Regions from separate parts of the Mus musculus genome. Here region 2 is linked to region 1. The links are chromatin contacts, called in public Hi-C maps. All regions are on one chromosome and are shown on one strand. The core of a region is the stretch at or near the end of the contact, and the rest is flanking DNA. Distances in the headings are between cores, read along the strand shown. Region 1 overlaps Asic2 (acid-sensing (proton-gated) ion channel 2). Region 2 overlaps Asic2 (acid-sensing (proton-gated) ion channel 2).

The links. Hi-C and Micro-C count contacts between places; a contact is called where the count stands out from the background.
Region 2: a contact with region 1 is called in a Hi-C map of cerebral cortex, with 2.1 times the contacts expected there. The contact joins two enhancer-like sites. A contact is called at or near these places in 7 of 484 Hi-C or Micro-C datasets (cerebral cortex, cortical neurons, myocytes and 2 more) and 2 of 115 datasets of contacts at active chromatin or transcription factors (VIP interneurons and astrocytes).

What each region holds. Positions count from the first base shown.
Region 1 is chr11:80,911,623-80,914,322 of GRCm38.p6, reverse strand. The region is part of intron 3 of Asic2 (acid-sensing (proton-gated) ion channel 2); the gene reads left to right. It overlaps Gm51909 (a long non-coding RNA gene), which reads right to left. Exons shown (of 3, transcript XR_003949743.1): 1 at 1-2,700. Among named protein-coding and RNA genes, the nearest start is that of Gm51909, 15 kb to the right of the region's middle. Within about 2 kb of position 1,377, at least 9 of the 459 cell types and tissues checked have an H3K27ac peak or open chromatin away from gene starts, as enhancers often do. A contact at or near this core is called in cerebral cortex, where this site is marked.
Region 2 is chr11:81,094,952-81,097,651 of GRCm38.p6, reverse strand. The region is part of intron 1 of Asic2 (acid-sensing (proton-gated) ion channel 2); the gene reads left to right. Among named protein-coding and RNA genes, the nearest start is that of Gm51910, 39 kb to the left of the region's middle. Within about 2 kb of position 1,406, at least 27 of the 459 cell types and tissues checked have an H3K27ac peak or open chromatin away from gene starts, as enhancers often do. A contact at or near this core is called in cerebral cortex, where this site is marked.

The sequences.
Region 1 (2,700 bases), core at 128-2,627:
TCCTCAGCATCTATGCAAAAGCCTAGCACGAGTGCATGATCTGTAACCTTGGGATAGGATTGTGTGGTCAGGTGGAGACAGGAGGATCCCTAGAGCTTGCTAGCCAGCCAGTCTAACTGAATCTGTGAGCTCCAAGTTTGGCAATGAATCATATCTCAAAAGATAATGTGGGAAAAAAGTAGAGAAAGACACCAGACATCTACAATGTCCAGCTTTCCTGCACACATGCATGCACAAATGTACATACTTATAGAAACATATGCATAGCACACACACTCACAAAGAGAAATGAGTGCCCAGAACTAAAGTATTGCTAGAGACGGGGACAGGAATGTTCCATTTGGTGGACCAATGGAGAGTGATAGATTTGCATAAACCATCATGAGCTCTTGTGAGAATTAATTATTTGGGGATTTGTGGTACACAGTGTGGTGCCACCAACATCAAAACCAGGGAGCCAGCCTAGACATGAAGCAGGTCCCCAGCTGGCACAGGGCTGAGCTACAAGACAAAGAGCCAAGAGATCAGTGGCTGTCTAGGAGTTAAGTGCCAAGAGTATGAGCCTCAGGTTTCAGAGCTCACCCTCACAGAATTCCATCGAAGACAACCATGCTTTATGCCTGGGGAAGTCCACCATTTCCCCCATGGAAAGCTCCAGGAAGGGATCAAATGATAAATGATGGATCCCGTGGCAACTGCTCAGTGTGAACGGGCCTCTGACTCAGCCATCTGGGCTCAGGAATGCCACAGACTTTGATCACAGCATGTTACAGATGCAGAGAGGAGAGCCTTCCAGGCTTCCACACATGGGCTCTAGGGTAGTTCCTGTCACACAGGAACCCCTGTCACTGCAGTATGTCCCAAGGGAGGTGAACATTCAGGGACTCAGACCACCAGGTTGGTACCTATGCCTGGGCTCAGGCTTCTGCTTTCATCTTCTCTCATTTCCAAAGAGCACATAGAACTGAAGCCAACCCTGTCCCAACTGCACAGAGCTGTGCTTCCAGTGAGCAAACACACTGGGGATATATACCAACCTGGATCCAACTCTAACTTTAAATGTTGTACGGTGGCACATGCCTGTAATCTCAGCAGTAAAAACACTTAGAAGACTGGGACAGAAGGATTATTAGTCTGAGGTAAGCAAAAACCTAGGTTACTTTTATTCTTAAAAGGGAAAACAATATTAGAAAGATTCCCATTCAAAAAAAAAATAGACTGTGAATGGAAATGGATCTAAGCCCCATCAACACTCTGACCCCACCCCCAGCGCCTCCTCCCCCACGCCTACAAGAATGTCCCCAGTGCCATGTAAATGTAATGTATTTTAAGGGGAAAGAGTGGGAAGATGGGAGTTGGAGATGGATGGCTAGCCAAGGAGCTTGTGAAGCCAGATGGGAATGCAGTGGTAGGAAGCAGACTGCTCAGGATCGCCCCAGTGTACTCCCTGGAGGCGCCATTCATGCCTCAGGCCACATGAGTGGAATAAGAGGTTGCTGTTGTGCTATGTAGTCTACTCCTTGTGTGGCTGGATCCTGGCAGCAGCAGCCGCTGAGAGGTCCAGGTTCACATACAAAGGATGCTCCCACTGACCCCTTCTGGTTTGTTCATTTCATGATGTTGGGAGATGAAAGATGGACCCAGGAATTTTCTAAGAACAATTTGGAACCCAAGTCACCACTTACGGAGCTTACAGAAAGGGAGTGGGAGTCAGAGAGAAGGACTCCGAAAACTATATCACCAACGCTGATCAGGTGTGGGGCCACCTGGGTCCTGAACTGGGAAGGACAAAAGCCCCACTTAAAGCAAGGACCTGGCACCAGAACAGAGGGCCTAAAACCTGGCTGAGCTCTGAGAGGTGAAGTGCTAACCCCACACAGTGAGCTTGCGAGTAGGTGGCCAAGCCAGGCCAGCATGACTTGTGCCAAGATCATTGCTCCAGTTAGTTTTTCACCACGCCACCTTCATCTCTACTTCGCTCCCTCTCATTCCAACCAGCAAATCACACACCAAGAAAACTGCTGAAGACGGCTGGGATTACCCACAGCTGTTACCCAGAGGCCATTAGAACACCACACCTTCATCACAGACACTCAGAAGACACATCTGCCAGGAAAGCCGGAACACTGGGAAGCTAACTGGAAGAGTACCGAGGGGTGGACTCTGCAGGGCCATACCTACTAGGATGTGTGTGTCCTGCAGGAGAATCTTCAGGCACTCAGCTAGCACTATGTCAGGCCTGTTCCCTAGACACCAAGCACTGGCCACAGCCTGCCACTCAAATGCCAGTTTCAGTGCATGACCTGAGGAGCCTGCTTGAGGCAAGGCCTCTTTATATGCTGTACTTTTTAAAAAGACACTGTTTTCCCATGCTGTTTCTTCTCATTAAAACACCCTCCCCATGCCTGATCTTCCTGCATTCAAGACTCAGTTCCTCATGAAGTCTCTCCTGTGCCTTCCTCCTGAGTTGGTCTGATCATGCCCTCTCTGAGGCCCTGCACCCCTGTATTTTATTGTTCCTCTACAGTACCTGGCTTGTTAGGTCATGTCTACTCTTTCTAGATTCTTATCCCACAGGCATAGGAACCATGCTATTCATCCTCAACTTGTCAGTTCCCAGCAGTGTTCCTGAAACACTGGGTACTGTTTCCTGGACACATGGAAGATGTGATGGATGGATGATGGATGAATGGATGGATG
Region 2 (2,700 bases), core at 157-2,656, 180 kb before region 1:
GTGCCCACTGTACATCTCTTTTCATTCTCCTTAACTCTGCTGGTAATACCCACCAGCATCTATTGTACTTATTGACCACATAAGCCAGCTGAAGCCTGGGGCCATCAACGAACATGTCCAAGGTCAAACATTTAAGTGGCAACATCAGGTCTGCTTCATTCCAGAAATCAATGCCTGTGTCACTCAAACCCTGCTACATGTAGTTCTGACTCTTGCTAGAGTTGCTACTTTGAGCCCAACCTTACAGGGCATCCGTCAAGCCCAGCTAACTCCCCTGGCAGGAGCGCATGCTGAAAACCAACAAGAACTTCCCTGTCTCTAACGGCCACTTCTGCTGGCGCAGGTGTCAGGCCATTTAGTAGCACTGTGTTTGACATAACTGAACTCTCCATGTCCGTACACTAAGATGTGCCTGGGTCCCAGGGCTGCCTCACCAGAACGGCACAGAATATGTGATCTGAATAACAGAAACATGTCTTCTCAAAATGGGATGATGGCAACCTAAAATACAGCTTTGGGTGGGGCCATGTCCTAGAAGGTTCCACGGAGGATTCCTACGGCCTCTCCCAGTCTTGCCTCCATGGTCTTAGCTTCTTTTTTGTTTTGTTTTTTTGTTTGTTTGTTTGTTTGTTTTGTTTTTCGAGACATGGTTTCTCTGTGTAGCTCTGGCTATCCTGGAGCTCACTTTGTAGACCAGGCTGGCCTCGAACTCAGAAATCCGCCTGCCTCTGCCTCCCGAGTGCTGGGATTAAAGGCGTGCGCCACCACGCCTGGCGACGGTCTTAGCTTCTTGTTGTGTGTCTTGGAGTTCAGATCTCTTTGACTTTATGTAAAGAGAAGTCATGGCAGGCAAGTGAGAGTGAGCTTATCTCAGGACTCTTAACTCACCACACGTACAAGGACCCTATTTCCAAACAAGGTACACTTTAAGGTTCCAGATGGTCACTTTTAAATCCTCCTTCTGACTTCTCAAAAGCCTCCTTTTGTCCTATATGCTCACCCAATACATTCACCCAGTATAACCCCTAAATCTTAATAAACCCTGATATTACCTCCAAAGTTCTACAAACTGCCAACTCAGAAAGCCCCCAATTTCATCATTTGTACATCAAATAAATGCATGACTCTGAAGCTGATAAAATCCGAGACAAATTTCTCATGTAGCTAGCTAGCTCCAAGGAAGAGTCCAGGACTCCTCAGCAACAAGAAAAAAGAAAAAAAGAAAAAAGGTTGTTCACCAAGGTCAGCTAGGGGCTTCCTTGTCCTCTGTAGACCCATGCTGGGGCTTGGTCCAGGGAGCAGCAGAGTAAACACTGGAGAAGAATGCTGGGTGAGAGCTGAGCTCAGGTCACCCACGGGTTTCCCTGGCCCCTAAACCCCTCCTCCCCTACCTCCTACACTCACAGAATTTACTTCTGTCTTGACTCATTCTAAAAATGATTTGTGGTAGAAATAGAGCAGGAGTTCTCAGGGCTGGAAAGAACCACTTCCCACCCCACGCATGAGTCATCCCCGCTCGGCTCTCCTCGGCTCTCTGGCCAGCCTTCCAACACTGCCAATAAAGGGAACTCCCTCTCCAGCCAGCCAGCATGGATGCAGGCAGTAGTGTCTCCATGCAGCTCACCTGCACCTAGATGAACGCAGACCCTGGCAAAGAGAAAGGGGAGGGTACCGGTCCCGGGAGGCTTTGCCTAGGTGTGTAATTCTAACGGTGAGTGACATCACGTGGGGTGATGGTGTCCCCTGTCTCTGTGGACATGTGTATCTTAGCTCTTGGATTCCAGTGTTTCATGTTGACCCTCACTTTCACATGACAGAGGCAGGTGAGTAAAAGCGAGAAGAAAGGGTCTGCGCTTTGTGTCCTGACAAGAGGGAACCAGAACGAACCAGGAGAAGGTAGAAGGGAAGTAATGACAGCTTTATCTCTGGCCTCAGCCAGAGCCCACGGGAACCCTTGGGAGCTATGGTCTAAATGCTTGCACCCTATCTCCCTCCCTTCCAAGATTGCTATTTATGAAGTTTGTGCTAGAGAGCAATGCATCAAACAATTAATTTTTTTTCTAATTGCAAAAGCAAAAACAAAAGACCCACCCTCATAATGTTTTAAGTACATTTATAAATTCGTATATGGTCACATTTCCAGCAACCCTGGGGTGCTCACAGCCCAGTGCTATTTGTCTGACATGCCCACCTACATAATATATTAGATTAGAAGATAGGGGTCTTAGTGAGGCAATTAAGTTGTGAGGTTGGAACTCTCTTGACTGGGATTAGTGCTCTGATGAAAAGAGGCCCCCAGGACTTCCGTCCCCATCACTTCCTTGTAAGGGCAGCAAGGATCAAGACGTGATCTTGAACTTCCCAACTTCCCATGCCATGAACACTTAAGAGCTGCCTAAGCCATCGAGACTGGGGCACTGGTGTTGTAGCAGTGTGGAGAAATTAAGAGAAAACACATCAAAGCTGTGGTGCTCACAGCCCAGAGGTGGATGAACCCTTTGATGTCCCTCATTCCATAGCACAGGGTCAGCAACCCATCCACAAATCACTATGTCAACAGGCAGTCACTGAGGATGCTCAGCAGTCCAGCCATGATGATATCTCATTGTCCTTTGCAGAGGTTAGAAGAAGCCCGACCAGAATTGGCAACCTCTGGGGCCCCAATTTTTAGGAAAATACAGGGAGGGACTCTTTCTGCCC